Regions from separate parts of the Capra hircus genome. Here region 1 is linked to region 2. A link is a contact called in public Hi-C data. All regions are on one chromosome and are shown on one strand. Each heading gives the region's core, a stretch centred on a gene start, on an enhancer-like site or on the middle of the called end of the contact. The rest is flanking DNA. Distances are from core to core; before and after follow the strand shown.

Region 1 (5,564 bases), core at 1,191-3,690, 35 kb after region 2:
AAAACTGTGTATGAGTATATAACTGACTTGCCTGCAGTGGTGTTCCCATTTTAGAGGTAAAAACTGAATCTTGAGAGAAACAGCTTGCCCAAATTGTAATAACAGTATAGCAGCAGAATGAGAAAAGAGGCCCCAGCTTTCACTGTGTGGCCTCACCTTGTAATTCTAAAGATGCACTCTTTAACAGTGCTCAACGATTCACGTTCCTTACGGTGTTACCACCCAAGCCTCCCTCTTGAGCAGCGTGGGTCAAGCTACACCTTTGTTCTCATGGAGAGTGAGTTCTAGCCTATCAGGGCATTGGCAAGGGCACACAGTTTTAAAAGCCACTGTGTTTTGAGGTGTGGGTATTCTGTGGAAGTAGCTGTAAGTTTTTTCTTATGGACATCAGCTGATGCTTTTTCCTTCTTGGTTCATCTAACCATTGTCACGCATTTATACAACAGGCCAAAGAATCCTGGGAGATGGATACCAAAGAAAAACTGGAGCAGGCTGCCATTGTCAAAGAGAAGGGGACTGTGTACTTCAAGGTACGTTGACTCTTTGTACGATACTTTCCATCTCAAAGAATTTACTCAAGTATCAGTGAATTGTGCTGATATCCCCTATCCTGGATTCTGTCAGTACCCTTCAGGATAAGAATAAGCCTGAACTTTTACAAGTCTGTCATTTTCAGCATAAGAAATTATAAGGCAGAATGAATTAATGTGACACAGAATACAAATGCCTCTTTTACACATTCTAATCTAGACTGTAACCATCCATAGCATCAGACCAGGTCTGGCTTGCCCACTCACCATGTATCAGTTAAGGCCTAAAGCACTGTGCTTGGTACATAGTGGGCCGTCACCAAGTGTTTGTGCAACAAAACAAAGAATGAATAGAATAATTGTTAGCAAATAGTAGCATTCAAAGGGATAAGTTTCATATCATTTTCCCTTTCCACCGTTTTGGGGAAGTCACTTAGGTACATGATGAGAGAAAAGTTCATGCACAGATTTCGAAAGGAACTGAACCCAATATAAAAAGTGCAAAGAGCATGTTACTAGATTTTTAAATAATCAAGTTAAATTGTTAGGAATCAACATAGGGTTGCCAGAAAGGCTAGTAACTCTCATTATTCACTTTAATGGTGACACCATGAATATAACAACATCTGTCACTTTACCTGCTTAAATGAGTTGATTTGTATGATTTACAAATCATAACTTAAAGCATTTCTTACTGTGGGTATAGATAATATATATTTATTTATGACTCATATATACTGGATTCCCTGGTGGCTCAGAGGGGAAGAATTTGTCTGCAATGCAGGAGACATGGATTCTATCCCTCAGTTGGGAAGATTTTCTGGAGAAGGAAATGGCAACCCACCCCAGTATTCTTGCCTGGGAAGTCCCCATGGACAGAGGAGCCCGGTCGCAAAGAGTTAGATACGACTTAGTGATTAAATGACAATATCAACTCAGTGTAATAAAACAGCTGTTCAGAAACTCTAATTGGTTGCTGATGACTCAGTGTTGCAAAGCCACGTATCATATAGCTGTGTCTTGAATATATACAGAGAGATGGCCAGAATTTGTAATCAGCAGCAGAAATCAGTGCTAAAGTAGCTATACAATTATTTAACTTTGTTGCGTCTTAGCATCATAACCACAATAGTGACTTGTGTATTTCATAATGTTATGAACACTCTTAAAATTACTGATGTTTGGATAAAACCTGGATCACACATATTATTTTTAACGTGCAGTTTGATAGACAAAATCTTTCAAAACATTATTCTTTTGGGGGAAAATTAATGAAAAGGTTCAGAACCACTGACCTAAGACTTTTTCTCCCAGAATGTCTTTGAATGTTTTGCATTAAAAACTTCCCTGGAGGCACCTTCACATTTATAGGTAAAAGATCCCAGCGGCGATCCTAGTTTTAGCTGTATGACTTTAGAAATGGTAGGTGGGTTCCTATACACATTCCCTTTTCAGATGTCAGGGCAAGTTCCAGTCTGCCGAGCAGCCTTCCTGGGCCTCGACCTTTCAGGTTGTGCGACTTATGCACAAGCACGGGGTCCTGTTGTGGCGGCCAGGGCAGAGATGGGGCACGGTCATGCCACGCACACATCGAGCCCTATTCTCAGTGACCTGTCGGCTGGGTTTACACCTAAGTGGGGAAGCCTCTGCTCTTAGTAGAGTAGAGCTGTAAAAAGCTTTTAAATGGAAGTGATTTTGGTGTTTAGAGTGTGAACTCCTCATATGAACCTCTGAACACTAAAGAAAGGTAGGAGAGGACTGTCTTCATTTGGCTCTGAAAATAATCATGAAGCACATATAACATGGCGTTGCGCCCGCATAGCTGACAGCACTGAGACAGGAGTGTTAACTGTCACAGCTGGTCAGTGTCTCTCTCCTCTGACTTGGAGGCAGTGGGAAGAAGGCTGAGGACACTTCTTACCAAGAGGTTCTTGCGCCCCCTTGTGCTCCTTGGGGATAAAGCATTCTTAAAGCAACTGAGTGAAGGGTCATCTTTCAGCCACAGGACCCTTTGCAGACACACTAGGTTTTGCTGTGTTTTGACCACCATTACTGACCCAGGAAGCCAGTGCTCTGATTCAGAAACAAGTTGTCCATGACTCTCGGATTTTAGGTTAAGAAAAACCCTCTTTTGCTCTAGAATAGTGAAGGAAAGAGAAGACTTCTCAACCTTGGCACAGTTGACATTTGAGGCTGTAAAGTTAATTGTTTAGTGGGAGGTTCTGTGCGTTTAGCAGTAGCCCTGGGCCTACCCACTAGCTGCCAGTAGTGCACACACATTCCCAGTTGTGAGAACTAAAGAAGATCTCGAAACATTACCAGATGGTCACCTGGGGACAGAGCCACCCTAGTTGAGAACTCCAGTTTTAGTCCATCAGAAGCAGAAATAACACAAAGATCTTTGCTCATTTAAAGTTGAGATATAGAAATTATATATACTATATATGAAAGGACTATCAAGAAAGTAAAATACTCAAGTGTAAAGAACATTTACATAAAGTCTGATACTTTGGGGTTTTTTATTTTCTTTCAGAAACTGTAGCCTCTCTACCATTCTGACAGTCAGAACCTACTGAAGTGATCGGATCTGGTCTTTGTCCTCCCTGGCTCTTTCCTTCCTCTATGACACTATATTAGACAGAAAGGTAGTTAAGAGGAGGATGAGAGCAAAAGGACACCTTTCACTTTCACCATTTTGCTCCCAGTGATTGAAAAACTTGATTCCATAGTTATATTCCTTTGACCTTAATATTTACTTAACAAACCATCATCAAGAGCCACCTCGTGTTAAACCCTGAATATTCCAAAAGGGATAGGGCATGCTTCCTGTCCCCAAAAGCTCATAATCCACCAAGAGAAAAGACAATGACAGAAAATGCCAGCCCCTGAAACTGGTAAGGACTTTAATCTTGAGTAGTGGGGCCTAAGGCTATGGCAGACTACAAGGACAGCCAGCCCCTAACTTACACCTGTGTGAAAGCAACATGCATTCGGTAGAAATCATACTTTGAATTTGGATTGCCTCTTCCCAAACTGGTGATGTCATCATCAGTGAGCATGGCTCCCAGCCATGGGATCATGGGGCTGAACAACCGACACAGCGGTTCTGGACTCACACACCTTTCTGGTTTTCACTTTCAGGACAGTATTCAATAAATTACATGAGATATTCAGAACTCTATTATAAAATAGGCTTTGTGTTAGATGATTTTGCCCAACTGTAGGCTAGATCACACTGAAGGTAGGTGAGGCATATGAAATGCACTTCAGTTTCCCTGGGCATACTGGGGGGTGACCCCCTTGTAAGCTGAGGAAGACTGCCTTCAGATCCAGGCCCTCCACTTGGAACTGTGTCTACCCCATCCTTATCACTGGAAACTGACATCAGGGCTTCCTTTCTACAGTAATAGAGCATATATATCATTCATGTGAATTAATTATACAATTTTTATTCACAGTTGTTACTGAGTGAAAATATGATTAAGAGAAAAGTCTTTCTCATGTAGTCAGGTGACTAACACCTGTGTGATTTTTGTTTTATAGTTAGGTATGCTGGACAGCTGTTCATTGTGTATATTCCCTGGGTCTGTAAATCAGTGGTTAGCAGACCACAGCCTGTTTCTGTAGTCAGGGCTCTCCTGGGACTCAGCCACACCCCCTTTGTTTATATATCATCTGTCACTGCTTTAGTAGCCAGGACAGAGTTGCAGCAGAGACTGTTGGGTCTGCAAAGCCTAAAGTATTATCTGCCCCTTATAGGAAAAGTTTGTCAACCCTTGGTTTAGCTAACGAAGATCTGCTGGGTTTGGGACTAGCACTTAACAGAATCTAGTATCCTCTGTCTAGGGCTGATCATCAGGAGAAAAGGGGAAAGTAACTTCCCTTCGAGTAAACTAGTGACATAGTCTACAGCTACTCACAGGCCTTATGAAAGTTTGGTAAATATTGGCACCAAAGAATGTAACTCAAAAGCCTTGAGGCCCATGTGCTGAAAAGGGTGAAATGGTAAATGCTGGCGAAGAGCATCACGGTGCCCGCCCTGCAGCAGCTCAGAGGTCACTGGGCTCGAGAAGAACAGGGAGAGGTGTCTGGAGAGCAGGACACTCACACACCCTGCTTGGGATGAGGTGGTAGTTCCCTTCTGAGGATCTGCCTCGCTCCGGGAGGGCTGAGCTTACACTCCCTTTGAACTCGCTCCAGAGCCAGGACAGCAAGTAATTACTAGCTTTTCTCTCTTAGGGAGGCAAGTACATGCAGGCGGTGATTCAGTATGGGAAGATAGTGTCCTGGTTAGAGATGGAATATGGCTTATCAGAAAAGGAATCGAAAGCTTCTGAGTCGTTTCTGCTTGCTGCCTTCCTGAACCTGGCCATGTGCTACCTGAAGCTCAGAGAATACACCAAAGCCGTGGAGTGCTGTGACAAGGTAGTGTCCGCGTGTGGGATGAACGCTACATAGTCCAGATATTTTTCCCTATCTTCATGCTTAGTCATCTTCCACTTCCTCTCAGCCAGGGTTTGGGTTTTTTCATTTTGTTTTGTTTGAGATTATTTCTCAGTAAGAACTGGGAAATTCAGAAAGTTGTGTTTTTTTTTTACTAGTCATACTTTCCTTATGCCTAGACTGTTTATAATAATACATTATGAGTTAAAAGTTATGATAAAATTAAGCAATATTTATCCATGACCTTAAGTCTGTGGCATTTGGTACCAGGTTACACACTTTTATAAAAACAGATTTAACTTTTAGGCCTTTTAGGCCTTTTAGGTCTTTTAGGTCTTTTAGGCCTTTTAGGTCTTTAAGAATAGGCTGTGATTGTTCATCCAGGGATATATACATATTATTATTATATTTATTCACTGCCTAGGATTACACATAAATAATTTGCAAGACCCACAAAGCATCAGCACCCTCATTCCATCTGTATTGTTAACATGGTAAGCAGTGCCTAAGCACTAAAAGGCTGGGAGAAGTACCATATGTATGACTCTGTTCTGTTCTGTACTAATGATGCTGCTGTGTCAGGTATTAGGT
Region 2 (5,566 bases), core at 130-2,629:
CTTTGTCTCTCTGTACTTACATACCTTAGTGTAGAGTTCCTCTTATTCTAATCATCCTTACTGTAGTCCTACCATCAGCTCTCAGTTCAAGATAACAGCTGTTTTCAAAATTTTGCTTTTTTTGGTGTTCATTGCTCACCTGGTCTCACTTTGAATACTCAAGTCTTTGACAGAGCACCTCAAATTTGTATATCATCCCTTGAAGTTTTGTACATTTTCTGTTGTTTTCCAAAGGATTTGGGACTGCTTATTGTAAGATCCGATCATGTAGGTTAAGCTCCTTCCCCGGTGGCCCAGTGGTTAAGACTTCACCTTCCAGTGCAGGGGGGGTGTGGGGGGGTGTGGGTTTGATCCCTGATCAGGAGCTAAGATACCACATGCCTGTGGCCAAAAAAGCCAGAACAATAAAACAGAAGCAGTAATGTAACAAATTCAATAAAGACTTTAGAAATGGTCCATATCCAAAAAATTAAAAAAAAAATACAGTTTTACAGTAAACTTTTAGTTTCCTGGAAGTAAGCAAAAAAATTTTCTGAGTTCTGTAGTTCTTGTGATTTGGCAGAAGAAGACACACATCATTCTGGTTTTTTAGAAAAACAAAAACCACTTCTTTTTTTTACTCTAAACTTTGAGGAGAAATCTGTTTCATGCGCCGTTTTATGCAATTTATACTTTTCCGACTGCTTCTTGTTTGTTGTTTTTGTCTACCCAACTAAATTATATGCTTTCTTAGGACAAATTCCATTTTCTATACTATTTTTGTTCCATCTCTGCCTAGAAAACACGCACTTATTCTTATGGTTGAAATTATAAATTAACCAACAACTGCAGCCCAGCCACATTTCAGAGATCGTGTTACTGCCACTTCTTAAAGACTTAGTCTTTGAGCAGTTTAGAATCTGATACCACTTTCATGCTTCTCGGCAGAGAATCTTCTCTGTTAGCTCTCAGGAAAAAAAAGATCACACTTTGTTTCTTAGTGTGTAGCTTTGACTGAGTTTTTTTGTAGCCCCCGTTTCCTAGCTGAGTAGTGTATCGTTTAAGGAATGGGAAATGTGTTTGAATTTTTGTTTTGTGAAAGTCTTAAAATATAGCCTATAGCTTTCAACCACTTTTTCCTTTCTCCTAGGCCAAGTTATCAAGGCATGGGACATTGGGGTGGCTACCATGAAGAAAGGGGAGATCTGTCATTTACTGTGCAAACCAGAATATGCATATGGCTCAGCTGGCAGTCTCCCCAAAATTCCCTCGAATGCAACTCTCTTTTTTGAGGCAAGTATGTGTGTGATGTTGCCTTGTTAGCATCTGCTCTACTACAGTGCTGGCTCCAAAGCGACAGGCAGTGCAACGAGGAGCTAAGCTTGCTATTGAGAATCGGATCCAACTTATTTATTTTGGAGCTTGGCTTCTTGAATTGTTTCCCACAAACCCAAGGGGTGTGTGCCAGTGCTTTCTTAGAAACGTGTCTCTGGCACAGAACGGTCATATCCAAATAAACAAAAGAAAACAGGCTTAGAAATAAAGGTTCTGATCAGTGGTCTGAGTTGTGACATATTCAGACTCGACCAGAGGACAGGATGGGAAATGTGGGAGATAAATGTTGAAATACACCTAAACCAAGTTGTAAAGCTATTTTTATGACAGAGGTTTATAACTGTCCTAGATCTCACTTCCTCATTAGAAGCAGTAGGTGGTGATAAAATGTTGCTCATCCTGTGTTGAGTCACACATATTTGGCCACACTTAATTAAAAAATTAAGAGGGAAAATGCCTGAAACATTGTAAACAGGTAAAATACGCCTTTAGTTGGTTGTAGGCCTGATTCATAGGGTTTAGTCTTACATTTTAAGAAGGGAATTCCCATGAATTTGGGGTGAAAAAGTGGTGGCCTCTAGAGTTAAACAAAGTAGTTTTGGGCCAGAACTGTGTCACTCTGGCGTTTTGCCCACAAGGCAGTTTTCCTAGTATTTCCTGTCTGTCTTTGCAGTGTAGCCCCACAGGATGTGGTCCTAGACATTATCATTAAGTGAAGGTTCTTTCCAGGTATTGAAAAGTGCAGTGTTCTTTTTTCCCTACTTTTCCAATAACTGAGAAGCACAGATAAATATAAAACAGAGTTTTGTTTTGTAAAATGAAAGGAGAATAGTTGCCCTAGCATTTAAGTATGTTAAATTGACTTTGTTTGGGCCATTCTCAGCCATATCCCTTTTTCCTTTCTAGATTGAGCTCCTTGATTTCAAAGGAGAGGATTTATTTGAAGATGGAGGTATTATTCGAAGAATCAAACGGAAAGGAGAAGGGTATTCAAACCCAAATGAGGGAGCGACAGTAGAGAGTAAGTACTGCTGTGAGAGGTCCCAGTTATATGGACAAAATGGAGCTTTCCTTTTTAAAATCTTTAAAAGAGTAAATGTACTGAATATTTATCTAGAATAGTTTTAAATTAAACATTTCTTTAATAATGACTTCATTTAGTAAATATCCACTCAACCTGTATGTGCCAAAAACTGTACCAGCTTCTTCAAACTCTTTAAAAAAGTGAATAAAAGGTAAGCCGATCCAATAAGGAGTTCTTAGTCTGTGGACTCCTTGGTATGCCAATAGCCATATTAGTTACCTTATATATTTATTCATTTATTTCTCACAGTAACCTTTTGAGGTATGATTAATTATCCCTAGGTGAGAAAAGTGAGTTCAGAGAAGTTAAATAAATTACTCAAGGTTACATTTACTAAATAGAGCAGTAAATGGTAATGCCCTTCAGGGCTCTCAAACTCATCTCACAGGCTGTTGTCAGGATAAAAAATGGTTCATCATTTTAGACAGATCAAAACTGGGGAATAATTTATTCTGTTCTGTGTCAGGAGACCTGGGTTCAAGTTCCACTTTGTCATTTATAGAATGACCTGAAGCTATTTTATTTACTTTCTTTTCATTTGCTAAATCAGTTCAGTTCAGTTCAGTTGTTCGGTCCTGTCTAACTCTTTGCGACCCCGTGAATCGCAGCATGCCAGGCCTCCCTGTCTATCACCAACTCCAGGAGTTCACTCAAACTCACGTCCATCGAGCTGGTGATGCCATCCAGCCATCTCATCCTCTGTCGTCCCCTTCTCCTCCTGCCCCCAATCCCTCCCAGCATCAGAGTCTTTTCCAATGAGTCAGCACTTCGCATGAGGTGGCCAAAGTACTGGAGTTTCAGCTTTAGCATCATTCCTTCCAAGAAACACCCAGGGCTGATCTCCTTTAGAATGGACTGGTTGGATCTCCTTGCAGTCCAAGGGACTCTCAAGAGTCTTCTCCAACACCACAGTTCAAAAGCATCAATTCTTTGGTGCTCAGCCTTCTTCACAGTCCAACTCTCACATTCATACATGACTACTGGAAAAACCATAGCCTTGACTAGACAGACATTTGTTGGCAAAGTAATGTCTCTGCTTTTGAATATGCTATCTAGGTTGCTCATAACTTTTCTTCTAAGGAGTAAGCGTCTTTTAATTTCATGGCTGCAGTCACCATCTGCAGTGATGTTGGAGCCCCCACAAATAAAGTCTGACACTGTTTCCACTGTTTCCCCGTCTATTTCCCATGAAGTGATGGGACCAGATGCCGTGATCTTCGTTTTCTGAATGTTGAGCTTTAAGCCAACTTTTTCACTCTCCTCTTTCACTTTCATCAAGAGGCTTTTTAGTTCCTCTTCACTTTCTGCCATAAGGGTCGTGTCATTGATATTTCTGAGGTCATTGATATTTCTCCCGGCAATCTTGATTCCAGCTTGTGCCTCTTCCAGCCTAGTGTGTCTCATAATGTACTCTGCATAGAAGTTAAATAAGCAGGGTGACAATATACAGCCTTGGCGTACTCCCTTTCCTATTTGGAACCAGTGTGTTGTTCCATGTCCAGTTCTAACTGTTGCTTCCTGACCTGCATACAGGTTTCTCAAGAGGCAGGCCAGGTGGTCTGGTATTCCCATCTCTTTCAGAATTTTCCACAGCTTATTGTGATCCACACAGTCAAAGGCTTTGGCATAGTCAATAAAGCAGAAATAGATGTTTTTCTGGAACTGTCTTGCTTTTTCCATGATCCAGCGGATGTTGGCAATTTGACTTCTCGTTCCTCTGCCTTTTCGAAAACCAGCTTGAACATCTGGAAGTTCACGGTTCACATATTGCTGAAGCCTGGCTTGGAGAATTTTGAGCATTACTTTACTAGCATGTGAGATGAGTGCAATTGTGAGGTAGTTTGAGCATTCTTTGGCATTGCCTTTCTTTGGGATTGGAGTGAAAACTGACCTTTTCCAGTCCTGTGGCCACTGCTGAGTTTTCCAAATTTGCTGGCATATAGAGTGCAGCATTTTCACAGCATCATTCAGGATTTGAAAGAGCTCCATTGGAATTCCATCACCTCTACTAGCTTTGTTTGTAGTGATGCTTTCTAAGGCCCACTTGACTTCACATTCCAGGATGTCTGGCTCTAGGTGAGTGATCATACCGTCGTGAAGATCTTTTTTGTACAGTTCTTCTGTGTATTCTTGCCACCTGCTTCTGTTAGGTCAAGACCATTTCTGTCCTTTATCGAGCCCATCTTTGCATGAAATGTTCCCTTGGTATCTCTAATTTTCTTGAAGAGATCTCTAATCTTCCCCATTCTGTTGTTTCCCTCTGTTTCTTTGCATTGATCACTGAGGAAGGCTTTCTTATCTCTTGCTATTCTTTGGAACTCTACATTCAGATACTTATATCTTTCCTTTTCTCCTTTGCTTTACGCTTCTCTTCTTTTCACAGCTATTTGTAAGGCCTCCCCAGACAGCCATTTTGCTTTTTTGCATTTCTTTTCCATGAGGCTGGTCTTGATCCCTGTCTCCTGTACAGTGTCACAAACCTCATTCCATAGTTCATCAGGCACTCTATCTATCAGATCTAGGCCCTTAAATCTATTTCTCACTTCCACTGTATAATCGTAAGGGATTTGATTTAGGTCATACCTGAATGGTCTAGTGGTTTTCCCCACTTTCTTCAATTTAAGTCTGAGTTTGGCAATAAGGAGCTCATGATCTGAGCCACAGTCAGCTCCCGGTCTTGTTTTTGCTGACTGTATAGAGCTTCTCCATCTTTGGCTGCAAAGAATATAATCAGTCTGATTTTGGTGTTGACCATCTGGTGATGGCCATGTGCAGAGTCTTCTCTTGTGTTGTTGGAAGAGGGTGTTTGCTGTGACCAGTGCATTTTCTTGGCAAAACTGTATTAGTCTTTGCCCTGCTTCCTTCCGCATTCCAAGGCCAAATTTGCCTGTTACTCCAGGTGTTTCTTGACTTCCTGCTTTTGCATTCCAGTCCCCTATAATGAAAAGGACATCTTTTTTGGGTGTTAGTTCTAAAAGGTCTTGTAGTTCTTCATAGAACTGTTCAACTTCAGCTTCTTCAGTGTTACTGGTTGGGGCATAGACTTGGATTACTGTGATATTGAATGGTTTGCCTTGGAGATGAACAGAGATCATTCTGTCATTTTTGAGATTGCATCCAAGTACTGCATTTCGGACTCTTGTTGACCATGATGGGTACTCCATTTGC

What was found. A called contact is a pair of places that touch in the nucleus more often than the background predicts.
Region 1: a contact with region 2 is called in a Hi-C map of blood, with 3 times the contacts expected there. The contact joins two enhancer-like sites. A contact is called at or near these places in 2 of 5 Hi-C or Micro-C datasets (both in blood).

Annotation. Positions count from the first base shown.
Region 1 is chr23:39,131,966-39,137,529 of ARS1.2, forward strand. FKBP5 (peptidyl-prolyl cis-trans isomerase FKBP5) reads left to right here. Exons shown (of 13, transcript XM_018038959.1): 10 at 447-530; 11 at 4,770-4,955. Among named protein-coding and RNA genes, the nearest start is that of TULP1, 110 kb to the right of the region's middle. Within about 2 kb of position 2,441, at least 3 of the 5 cell types and tissues checked have an H3K27ac peak or open chromatin away from gene starts, as enhancers often do.
Region 2 is chr23:39,097,857-39,103,422 of ARS1.2, forward strand. FKBP5 (peptidyl-prolyl cis-trans isomerase FKBP5) reads left to right here. Exons shown (of 13, transcript XM_018038959.1): 6 at 1,130-1,272; 7 at 2,221-2,335. Among named protein-coding and RNA genes, the nearest start is that of FKBP5, 78 kb to the left of the region's middle. Within about 2 kb of position 1,380, at least 2 of the 5 cell types and tissues checked have an H3K27ac peak or open chromatin away from gene starts, as enhancers often do.